Linked DNA regions of Mus musculus: regions 2 and 3 are each linked to region 1. Evidence: chromatin contacts called from public promoter capture Hi-C data. All regions are on one chromosome and are shown on one strand. Each heading gives the region's core, a stretch centred on a gene start, on an enhancer-like site or on the middle of the called end of the contact. The rest is flanking DNA. Distances are from core to core; before and after follow the strand shown.

The links. Promoter capture Hi-C pulls out the DNA fragments that hold promoters and counts their contacts. Capture Hi-C pulls out chosen DNA fragments and counts their contacts.
Region 2: a contact with region 1 is called in a promoter capture Hi-C map of liver. The contact joins the promoter of Proca1 here to the promoter of Sarm1 in region 1. A contact is called at or near these places in 4 of 39 promoter capture datasets (cranial neural crest, liver, neural stem cells and 1 more), 1 of 484 Hi-C or Micro-C datasets (embryonic stem cells) and 1 of 9 other capture datasets (liver).
Region 3: a contact with region 1 is called in a promoter capture Hi-C map of liver, with 2.8 times the contacts expected there. The contact joins the enhancer-like site here to the promoter of Sarm1 in region 1. A contact is called at or near these places in 14 of 39 promoter capture datasets (the 3T3-L1 cell line, 3T3-L1-derived adipocytes, the C10 cell line and 7 more), 2 of 15 datasets of contacts at CTCF or cohesin (embryonic stem cells and large pre-B cells), 22 of 484 Hi-C or Micro-C datasets (the F1.1 cell line, the G1E-ER4 cell line, MC3T3-E1-derived osteoblasts and 13 more), 7 of 115 datasets of contacts at active chromatin or transcription factors (embryonic basal ganglia, embryonic forebrain, embryonic stem cells and 3 more) and 3 of 9 other capture datasets (adipose tissue, macrophages and pancreatic islet).

Annotation. Positions count from the first base shown.
Region 1 is chr11:78,496,483-78,500,275 of GRCm38.p6, reverse strand. It overlaps Sarm1 (sterile alpha and HEAT/Armadillo motif containing 1), which reads left to right and starts at 2,522. Exons shown (of 9, transcript NM_172795.3): 1 at 2,522-3,287. The coding sequence starts at 2,818. Vtn (vitronectin) reads right to left here and starts at 1,156. Exons shown (of 8, transcript NM_011707.2): 1 at 863-1,156; 2 at 654-773; 3 at 234-575; 4 at 15-154. The coding sequence starts at 926.
Region 2 is chr11:78,193,388-78,197,128 of GRCm38.p6, reverse strand. It overlaps Proca1 (protein interacting with cyclin A1), which reads right to left and starts at 2,427. Exons shown (of 4, transcript NM_001368876.1): 1 at 2,175-2,427. The coding sequence starts at 2,256.
Region 3 is chr11:78,847,492-78,851,462 of GRCm38.p6, reverse strand. No RefSeq gene overlaps it. Among named protein-coding and RNA genes, the nearest start is that of Lyrm9, 23 kb to the right of the region's middle. Within about 2 kb of position 2,507, at least 26 of the 459 cell types and tissues checked have an H3K27ac peak or open chromatin away from gene starts, as enhancers often do. A contact at or near this core is called in liver, where this site is marked.

The sequences.
Region 1 (3,793 bases), core at 1,273-3,772:
CTTAGGTCTGGTACCTTGAACAAGTAGGTCTTCCCCTGACAGTTGATGCGAGTGAAGGCAGCATCGATGGGGCCCTCAATGCCCCAGACATCTTGGATAAGTTTGGGGTACCCAGGCCTCACTGCCGTCTCATCTAGCTCATAGCAGTACTGCCCTAGAACAGGGGAAACTGTGTGAGAAGCAGATGAGCCTAAGGCAGATCCGACCGCCACCAGACCTGTCCATAGAGTCACCTCGGAAGGCAAAGAGGGACCCATTCTTGAGATCCGTGAAGGCGTCAAAGGGCTTTCCACTGCACAGTTCTTCCTCTGGAAACTCAGGGGTCCCTTGATCAGTGGTGTCGGGCCTTAGGATCTCCTCCTGTTGCTCCACTTTAGGCGCTGGGGTGCTTGGCTGTTCCTCAGGATCTAGGAAGGCTGTCGGCTTTAGAGTGCCGTCCGTCCGAGGATTTAGGTCACCGGGTGGAGAGGTGTTCTCGGGTTGCACACCGGTGTTGGTATTGTTCTTGGGCTCCTCCACGTAGTCATAGCTCCAATAATCATCCTCTGGCATAGTGAACACGTCCCCCCGCGTTACTGCAGGCAGAACGGGGAGCAGTGAGTGTCAGGCTGTGGAGGGAGCCCCAGGCCCACCCACCAGGGCTCTGAACTCACCTTGGGGCTTGCACTGCTCCATGTAGTCGGCACAGCAGCTCTGATAGTAAGTGCAAAGCTCGTCACACTGACACTTCTTGCTGGCCATGAAACCCTGAGTGCAGCGGCCCTTGCATGACTCTATGGGAGGGAATATCAGGTTTACAGCCCAATCTAGGGCACCTGCCCAACCTGCACTTCCCTAGGTACCCACCAATCCCCTCCCACACCTTGGTCAGCCAGAGAAACCCATGCCACCAGGGCTAGTATGAAAAAGGGCCTCAGGGGTGCCATGGCAGGCCTCTAGCCCAGGGCCTTGGCAAGCTGGGCGCGGAGCTTCTGGAATCTCGCTGTCCTGCCTGAAAAAAGAAGCAGACTGAAGAAGAGTTCCTAGTTCCCTGGGTTTCTGCCCTTTATTTGCTCATCCTCTGGCCCAGCCCCATTGCCCTCCTCCAAACACAGCTGCAGCAAAGGGTCACATTCCCAGAACCCCAGCCCCAGGAGAGCTGGGAAACAGAAAACCCTCGCCAAGACCAAAGTCAGTAGGGTCACGGGCAGGAGGGATAACACGCTTAGCTTAGCTGGGGAGGTGGAAAGAAAGCATGTGTTGTCACCCTCTGAGCCAGTCCCGTTAATCTCCCTGAGCCTTACTTTTTATAAAGTGGGACCATGGTGCCTTGCCTCATCAGGTGTTGAGAGATTCCGTGAGCTAGAACAGACAAAACGTTTCGTGCCTGGAGTAGCTTCCAACTCATTCCCATAAGCCGTTATCGATTTACTGTTTGATCAGGCTAGGTGCTTGTCCCATCCTACCCCCCGCTTCGAATCTGGATTTTTGGGGCAAGAAGGGGGGTTGGGGGAGAGCTGGCAAGCACTTTGGGGGAGGTTTTCTTTTCTTCTCATAAAAGAACAAAGCTTCATTTCTGGCCTCTCCTTGTTCTCTCTAAGCTGGGTGTTACAGCATAGGAAGTAGTGGGTCAGAGTCTATTCTTCTTTCTTTATTTTTTTTAGATTTATTTATTTTATGTTTTGTGTATAAGTGTCTGCTCACATGTGCATCTGTGCACCACATGCATGTCTTGTGTCTATGGAGGTCAGAAGAGGGCTTTGAATACCCTGGAACTGGAGTTTTGAACAGTTATGAGCTGCCGTGTGGATGCTGAGAATCAAACCCAGGTCCTCTGTAAGAACAAGTACTCTTAAAGGCTGAGCCATCTTTCCAGTCCCAGAGCCCATTCCTGAGGCTTTCACTAATCCATTGATCCTCGGGGGACCACCCTGGCCACACCTTCAATGACCTCATTTATTTTAAAAAAAAAATGGACTCATTGGGCATACTTTCTAGACTCACATACTAAGTGGGATTTCTCTATAAAGAAAGTGCTCACTGGGGTAGAGTGCCAGGTTTTGGGCCAAATTCCAAGCACTGGCACACTTCTGAAGCCCCTCCGTTTTCTGTTCTGTAATCACAGGCGAGCGTGCCTTTGGTGTCTCTTCTCTATGGACCGCAGTAGTCTCAGCGGCAAAATGAAACACTAAATTTTACTCCCTACAGACGCGTGAAGCCTAAGTGGAAACCGGCATTAAAGGGCTTTAAGAATCTCAACTGCGATTCTTTAACCATCCGGAGGGGACGTGGATACATGTAGCCAGCTTGCTTCCACATTTTGGGGAGCCGAGCGAGCGGTAGGAAATGGAAGACAGCTCTTTACAGCCCTTTCTACAGCATCTTGCACACCACCAAGGGGAGACTGGGGAGAGGAGGCGGAGCCAGGTGTGGGCGTGGCTGGAGACCTGGGGTAGGGCTTGCGCCTGCGTCGGGGGCGGAGCCCGTGAAACCTAGAGGCGGGGCGTCAAATCCTTGACTCTGCTGCTCAGAGGCGTGGTTGCTGTTGAGCATCTTAGCTCCGCTGTGCTTAGATTGGAGCAGCGCTTTGTTCCGGGCACCGGCGTCTCTACCCTCCCGCGTCTGGTCCATGCTTCTCTCTCCCTTCATGCCCTTCCTAAGTCGCTGAGTCCCGGAGCTGCCCTCCTCCTTCTGCTTCTACACTTGTAGCCCAGCACCTTTACCGGATCCTGTTTGCTTTTTTTTTTTTTTTTTTTTTTCTTTCTCCTCCCAAGGCCGGGGTCTCTCTGCCAGGCCCCGCCCCTCTAGGCCTGGCATGTCCCCTGCTGCCCAGCGCCCATGGTCCTGACGCTGCTCTTCTCCGCCTACAAACTGTGCCGCTTCTTCACCATGTCAGGCCCACGGCCGGGCGCCGATCGGCTGACAGTGCCCGGACCGGATCGGAGTGGTGGCGCCAGCCCATGGTGGGCTGCGGGCGGTCGCGGGTCTCGCGAAGTGTCGCCCGGAGTGGGCACTGAGGTGCAAGGCGCCCTGGAGCGTTCGCTGCCTGAGCTGCAGCAGGCGCTGTCCGAGCTGAAACAGGCAAGCGCGGCGCGGGCTGTGGGCGCGGGTCTCGCCGAGGTCTTCCAGCTGGTAGAGGAAGCCTGGCTGCTGCCGGCCGTGGGCCGCGAGGTGGCCCAAGGTCTATGCGATGCTATACGTCTGGACGGTGGCCTCGACTTGCTGTTGCGGCTGCTTCAGGCACCGGAGCTAGAGACCCGTGTGCAGGCCGCGCGCTTGCTGGAGCAGATCCTGGTGGCTGAGAACCGGTGAGGGAGAGTGGGGTGAGGTGTGGGGTTGCCAGGGCAGTGAAGGTGGTTGGAGACGGTATCCCATTGCTGATTTTGCCCTAAGCCCATAATTCTCCCGTGCATCTGGGTGTCTTTCTGTGTTACCTTCTCACCAGGGCAGCCATGACCTTATTCTGCAGCGTCTGATCAGGAACAGAAAGTTTTTTGGTTTTTGTTTTGTTTTGTTTTGTTTTTGTTTTTGCTAGGACGAAATAGTAGGGGCAGAGAAAACTGAGGTATCTTTCCTTCCTATGGGAAACTGCTTGACTGCTTCTCCTTTGCCTACCTCCTGAGACCTCCTTTTGAACTATTATGAAGCCTTTGAAGGGCCCACTTTCCCGGTCTTCTGGTGCCAGAGCAAAACAGGCTGTCACACTAATTTTCACCAAAATCTCAGGCTCTCAGCTCAGAATTTTTAGAAGAGTCGCTTTCAGCACGCAGCCCTCACAAGTGTCACGACGTGTTTTCTCTGGCATTTTTGATCA
Region 2 (3,741 bases), core at 1,178-3,677, 300 kb after region 1:
TCTCCCATGTTTTATCTGCTCAACTCTGGGAAAATGCTGTTGCTCATAATGGCACACAGCTGTAATCCCAGAACTCGGTGTGCTGACACAGGGCTAGCTTGGGCTACACAGCAAGGCCTTGCAGCAGACTAACCCCAGTACTGTCCAAGTGGAATTGTGTGTTGTATGTGCCTATGGACCTGCTGCCATAGTTCTAGAACTGTGACATTCCTGCATTTACTTATATGCTCAGAGCCATGGAACTTGCTCAGTCATTGTTGGTTGACTGAGTGTATACATTCAATGTCCCTTGGAAATACATAAATGCCAGGTTCAAACCTGGGTACTGTGTTTTATCTTTTTATATATTTATTTTCGAGACTATCTCACAAAGCCATAGGCTGGCCTAGAATTCCTCATATAGCCCAAGGCTGGCCTTGAATTTATGGTAAATCCTGCCTTAGCCTCCCAAGTACAGGAATGACTGACATGAGCCATTCTGCTTACTTTATTTATTTTGACTGGGGCTGTTTTGGAGGAAGTGTCTAGGAGTCAGCTCCAGGGCCTCACACACGCTAAGCAAGCACTCTTACATGTAAGCTGGAAGCCCAGCTCCTAGCACTCCTGTGAGCTGTAATGGGGGAGATAATCTCCCAGGATATACACTTTCACAATGCTGGACCCTACGGTGGGCTTTTAAAGTATGACTTTGATTCTAAATTGTTTATTGAGGGACCCTGACCCAGAGTGACTAAGTAATTTGCTCAGGATGAAAGGTGACAGCAGAGGCAGAAAAGCTGGTCTTCTTGGCTCCCAAGCCAGTGTGCCTTGCTGGCTAAGGAGACACATATCCTAAGCTAAGTACCCTATGCCACAGCTCCAAGGCCAAGCCCTGAAACTAGATTCAGCTCCTGCCTTATCCAGTTGTCACCCCCAAAACATTTGCTTTTAATCCCCACCTTGCGGATTCCTCACTTCTGATTTCCTTTCTTTGATCTTGATGCAGGGCCTCCCCTGTGGCGCTCAAATCCTAAAGCTATTCCAGTAAAGGCCTGTGCCTAGGCCAGGCTCAAACTGCACTGGACTCCTTTCCTCCTGTCACTCTAGCAGGCTTTATGCAAGGCTGAAGCCTGTTTGCCTTCCACTAATACTCCTAATAGATGTTGACAACATCAGCTGTTTGGGAGGGAAAACAGGAAGGATCAACGAGAAGTGGGATTTGGAGAGATAGTCTGCCTCTTTGTCCAAAGAGGACAGAGGGGAGCGGTGATCAAGGCAGTCGGTCCAGAGCTCCTGTGGCAGAATGAAGATGGTAATAGCTTGAAAGGAAGAGAAAAGCATGTGGTCTCTTCGTTGGGACAGGTAGCAGGGACCTAACTCAAAATGCACATTTATTTGTAGAGGATCCTCCTTATCCTGCAAAACCCCTCCCTTCCTTTGAGGCCCAGAGGACAGGCACTAGAGCAGCCAAAAGAATGTGTGTGGAGGGACAAAAAAAAAAAAAAAAAAGCCGGTCAGTGGTGGCGCATGCCTTTAGTCCCAGCACTTGGGAGGCAGAGGCAGGGGGGATTTCTGAGTTCAAGGCCAGCCTGGTCTACAGAGTGAGTTCCAGGACAGCCAAGACTATACAGAGAAACCATGTCCCGAAAAAAAACGAAAAAACAAAACAAAACAAAACAAAAGGTGTGTGGAGGGAAGAAAGAAAGAAAAAGGAAGAGAGAGCGAGAGCGAGAGAGCGCGAGAGAGCGAGCGAGAGAGCGAGAGAGCGAGAGAGCGAGAGAGCGAGAGAGAGAGAGAGAGAGAGAAAGAGAGCGAGCGAGAGAGCGAGAGAGCGAGAGCGAGAGAGAGAGAGAGAGAGAGAGAGAGAGAGAGAGGAGAGTGCAAGAGAGGCCAGTGAGCCCTGTTCTGGGAAATGTCTCCTAGCTAGGCACTTGGAGGTGATTATGATGTCACTTGTGGAATACTCAGACGCTTTCCCACCCTCAAGGTCAATGGAACTGGCCGCCCAGCCCTGGAGCCCAGATGAGCATTGGGCCAAGGGTTCTACCGAACCCTAGCGCCTTTGGGGCGGTAGCCCAGGCCAGAGGTTGCAGCCTAATGCTCAAGAGCTGAGCCTGGGTCGGGAGGAAGCCAAGTCAAGCAAACTTCCAGAGCCACGCCCAGCCACGCCCCCATCCTTCTGCCCCGCCCCTTACCAGTTCTCTCGGTTCTCTCAATTTTGCGGCCAGACCTTTCCTCAGTCCATCTTTTAACCGTTATTGTCGTCCTGACCCACATCGCTGTCAGCCCAGTTCTTCCACAGGACCCTACCTCGCAGAGTTCAACGTTGAACCTCAGCTTGGTCGAGCCCTCGGCCCAGCTGTAAGCTCCAGTCCAGCCCCTAGCTCCGCCTCATGCTTGCCCAACCCCCCGCCCGCCTCCCCCCCTCAGGTCTTCCAGCCCGGGTCTAAGCGTCAGTCGGGTTCTTCATCCGGGATCTCCAGCTCCTTCCAGTCCCTTCGTCACACCCTTAACGCCAGTACGGGCTTTTACCTTTACCTTACAGACCCAGCACTCAGTCCCATACTTAGCACCTTGCTGGTCCCTGCTTCTAGAAAACTCTAGCCCAGAGCCCCGCCCACAACAGTTGCTGGCCCCGCCCCTTCCAAATTCAAGCTCTAGCACCAGGACCGCCACGCCTTCTGGAGGTTAGCCAGGGACCAATCTTCATGAACGTATGTCCTTGCAGGTATCCTGGCTTTGCGTCTCCTTGGTGACAAGTCCCTCCTCCACTGTGTATAGTACACCCTAAAGCCCCCTAACCCCGGATCGCCAGACCCATCCCCCTCAGATCTACCCTTCAGATTTCCTCCCAATCCCTAGGCCCCACAGTGCCCTATTTTCCTGTTGAGAAAGTAAGGTGACTTACATTCGTGGTAACTCCATCCCAGTAGGAAACCTTCACGTTGCTCAAACACAGCGTCCACACTTCACTCGTATATCACACACGATGACGCCAAAAGTCTACACAGATCTAACATAAGAAGTACATGTGTGCGGGGTGGTGGTGGCGCACGCCTTTAATCCCAGCAACTCGGGAGGCAGAGGCAGGCTGATTTCTGAGTTCGAGGCCAGCCTGGTCTACAGAGAGAGTTCCAGGACAGCCAGGGCTACACAGAGAAACCCAGTCTCGAAAAACAAAAACAAAACAAAACAAAAAAGTATATGTGCAACTGTCCTATACATGCACCTCATGGGACTACACATTCGGGCAGGCCCCTGGGAGAACTGAGTATTGAGGTGACTTCTCACATGCACACTGGGTTAACCAACTCTGTACAAGACGATGTGAATGAATGAGAGCTGCTTCACAGATATCCCTCACGTCACATCTCTCAGTTTACCTCCAATCAGCTTCCAAAGCCAGAATAGGTGTACCTCAAAAAGCAGAGGATAGGCTGGCCATGGTGATGTTTGCCTTTAATCCACACACTTGCAGGTAGATCTCTGAGTTCGAGGCCAGCTTGATTTTCATCGTGAGCTCCAGGAGAGCCAAGATCAGGACTCAAAAAAAAAAAAGAGGGGGGGGGGTAGGGGAGAAAGCCGGATGTGGTGGCATGGGCCTGTGTGCCTTTGTTGGGAGGCAGAGGCAGGCAGATCTCTGAGTTTCAGGTCACCTGGGGCTGACCATGAAACCCTGTTTCAAAAATAAATAAATATAACCCCCTAGTAGTAAGGGTGGATTACTTCCTTAGAGTTGCTGGTCAGGGAAGCCTCTAGAAC
Region 3 (3,971 bases), core at 1,258-3,757, 350 kb before region 1:
AGTCTCTCTTTCAGCCCCAGCCTGCCTTTCAGGAGTCCCTGGTTCATGTAGGCCGCAGGCGGCTTACAACTACAAAGCACAGCAGACAGGGTGGCAGAGCCTCCTTAGCCACCTCAGCCTGGACTCAGAAATAAACAATGGGAACCCCGGGAAACAAGGCTTTATATTTCAAAGAGGCAGTTCTTACCCTGTTTCTTCTCCATTGTCTCAGGCAAGGGCTGGCCCTCTCTTTCAACCCAGAATTCCTCCAGGCTCTTCATACAAACAGAAATCCTGACAGCCTCCCTCCCCACACCCTGACACGTGACATGTGACACAAGGACATCACTTCTTTCTTCACATGCCTTTTCCATAACTTTTATTTGGGGTCTCCTGTGTGACGGGAGCATGCCACAGTGCATGCATGGTGTCAGAGGACATCTCTTGGGAATCGGTTCTTTCCTTCCACCACGGGATCTCAAGATTGAAATCAGTCACCCGGCTTGGCAGCAATCGCCTCCACAGGCTGGGCCACCTCGCTAGCCCTCCTTTCAGCCATTTTTCCTCAGTTACAACAGCAGGCTTTAGGGAGACATTAAAATGAATTTGTTCTCTCTACTTGGAGATGTTCAAGGTGTGGTCGGTCACCCTATAAGCACACTGACCCCAGACAGCCACCAGTAAAAGGTGGCCAGGTGTGATTCGTGTAGCCCAGGCTAGCCTTAAACTCACTATGTTGCTGGGATAATCGCCTTGTGCTCTGAGTTGTCTTTGTATCGTTCAAACATGTATTTCTGTACCAGCACAGTGCTGAGTACTGCTGTGACTTTGGTATTGTTAGTTTTATGAAGCCTCACCTGTCTCTGTGGTTCATAAACAGTCTTCTCTATCACTTCTGACTGGTTTAATAAAGAGCTGACGGCCTATAGCAGGGCAGGAGAGGAAAGGCAGGACATCTGGGCAGAGAGGAACTCTGGGAAAAAAATCAGGGAATTTGCCAGTCAGACAAGGAGGGACTGAAGGAGAGAGGTAATGGCCATGTGGCAGGGCAGAAGTTAGAATAAACAGATTAATTGAGTTATACAAGCTAGTTGGGAAAGAGCAAAACTATAAGGCCTAAGCATTCATAAATAAATAATAAGTGTCTGTGTCATTATTGGAAGCTGGCCAGTTGAGACAGCCCAGTGATACTATGTAATTGAAGATAATCCTTGATCCTCCTGCCTATTCTTCCAATCGCTGGCTGGGATTATAGGAACACAACAACAATAACAGTAACAATGATTTTATTGTTATTATTATAAATAAAATGTAACTTTAAAACAATAAATAGGAGTTGGAGAATTGACTCAGCAGTGATGGGCACTTGGTGCTCTTGGCAGAGGGCTCAGCTACCGTTCCCAGGATCCACACGGTGGCTCCCAACCATCTGTAGCTGTAGTCAGGCATTCACACACATGGCACACTTAGCATGCATGTGAGCCAAGCACTCAAACATTTAAAATAAAGAATAGGGCTGGTGAGATGGCTCAGTGGTTAAGCACTGACTGCTCTTCCAAAGGTCCTGAGTTCAAATCCCAGCAACCACATGGTGGCTCACAACCATCTGTAATGAGATCTGACACCCTCTTCTGGTATGTCTAAAGACATCTACAGTGTACTTATATATAATAATAAATAAATATAAAAATAAATTAATTAAATAAAATAAAATGAATAAGTCTTGCCAGGTGGTGGTAGAATTCAGGAGGCAGAGGCAGGTGGATCTCTGAGTTAGAGGCCAGCCTGGTCTTCAGAGCAAGTTCCAGGACAGCCAGGGGTATACACAAAGCAACAGTTTTTTTAAAAAAATCTAACTAATTAAGTATAATGGAAATAAGCTTGCTACATATTAGCTTATTCTATAGAAAGTAACTATAATCTAGGCTGGTTTTGAGCTCATTGCAGCCTCCTGCCTCAGTTTCCACATAGTCTTCTTGATACTACATCAAAACTGTAAGCACTGATAAAATAGTAACAGAGACACTTACAGGAACAAGAGGCAAAGTTCTCACGCCCTGAGTCCACCAAGAGCGCTAACCATTGAGTCTTTCTCCTCCTTAGTAAACAATGTATGATGCACATCTGCCCCTATTTCCTTATATCTTATCACAAGGGAAAACCCGACCAGGTAGAGGACAGTGCTATGATGTCTGCAGGAACAAGCTGGCCATTGACCTGTCATACACAGGAAAGTCCCACCATGAGGAAGAAAGTCCGTAAAGCACTACCCAGTCCCCAAAGCCCCAGCCCGCCTCTGGCCACCTGGTAAATGGCTTGCTGTCAGCTGCAGCCCCATGCTGGGTCTTCTTCCTTAGTCCCATTTCTAATTAAGCCGTTGCTTGGCAGCTCCGTTGTACCATAGCCTCCGTTTTTGTTTCTGTGATCACTGGGATCGGGAACTGCCTGGTGACTCTGGTGGGTGTGCGAGATAATGCCAGGGCAGGTGCAATGCACTGGACCTCAGGCCTCCAGACACCATCTCCTCCAGCAGCTAGGCAACCTCCCCGGTGTGCTTGTATTCTTCCCCAGAGTAGGGCTGTAATGGCCCCAGCAGGAGAGGAGACATCCTAGAGACATTAATGTCCTTCATCAGTTAGAATATTTGGACTATGGGCCCCAAGGAAATTCCCTCAGAAATCCCGTGCTGGGAGAGTCAGAGGCAGGTAATCAATCTTTCTCCCCCTTCCTTCCTCCCTCTACCCCACCGGCCCCTTTTCCTCTTTCCAAAAACCAAAGTGCATAAACCACACCCTTTTCTTGCCTTTCTTGGTAGCTGGGGAATTCCCAGAGCACTGGAGACCTGAGTGGCAGACTCCATAGCTTGTGGACCTGGAGCCCCAGAGTTTCTAGACTCTGGCAGAGTAGGAAGAACACACCCACTTTTTCCCTGGAATCCTTTCCTCTTCTCTCTTAATTCCCATTCAAGTTAGGTCATGAGATGCTGACCTGTGGTGTTTGAGTTGGGGCACCGGACTTTGTCCTTTTTGGATCTTGCTATCAAATGTCCTACAGGTTAGGATGCCATAGTCCTGCTGTGTTCAAGCCAAGAGTGGCAGGAGGCAGACTTCTCTTAAGACTGGCCATCCTGGGTTAAAAAAATCACTGGCAGGGGACTAAGGTAGCATGTGAAAGTCTCTTGCTGTGTGTGTGTGTGTGTGTGTGTGTGTGTGTGTGTGTGTGTGTGTGTGTGTGTGTGTGTGTGTGTGTATGTTTTTTCTTTCTCTTTCCTGTCTTCCTTTCCATACTGGCTCCCATTTCCCACAAACCAGTCTGCTTTCATAACCTCTAAACAGCCTTTGCGGAAAATAATTTCTTGATTGCTATCAGGTCCAAAGTTTCATACACACACACACCACTACCCCAATGGCAGTCCTGGCAACAAACGTTCTAAATAGAAGAACTTTGGCCAGAAAAACACAAGCCAGAAGGTAGGTTTCTGTTTACCAGAAACCTCCCTTGATCCATTATCTGCCAGGATCTCTCTTCATCTACCACAAAGGTCAGCTACGTCAGGCAAGAGCATCTAGTTCCTGGTCAATAATGCCTGAATCTCTCGAAGCCCCCTATGTTTGCTGACTGCCGTAGGAAATCTGCTTGCCTTTCTCCATCTTGCTCTGCCCCCTGCCCAGAGATTAGTTTGGGCAGTTTGGTCCCCAGCAAATTTTTCTTTTTAGCCATGAGAGGTCTAGTTTGGTGGTTTCACTGTGCCCTCCCTTATAATCCTTGGACAATCCAGCTGAGACCTGTCACCATGAGATCCAGAGCCTTGTACTGTCACCTTGTACAGGAGCTAGAGTCTAGTCTCTGTAAGCCAGGGCTCTACACTCAGTGCTTTTCCTTGTAAAACACCTTATACTAGGACTGGAGAGACAGCTTAGAGATTAAGAATACTGGATGCTCTTTTGTTTGGTTGGTTGGTGTTTTGGTTTTTTTTGTTGTTGTTTTTGAGA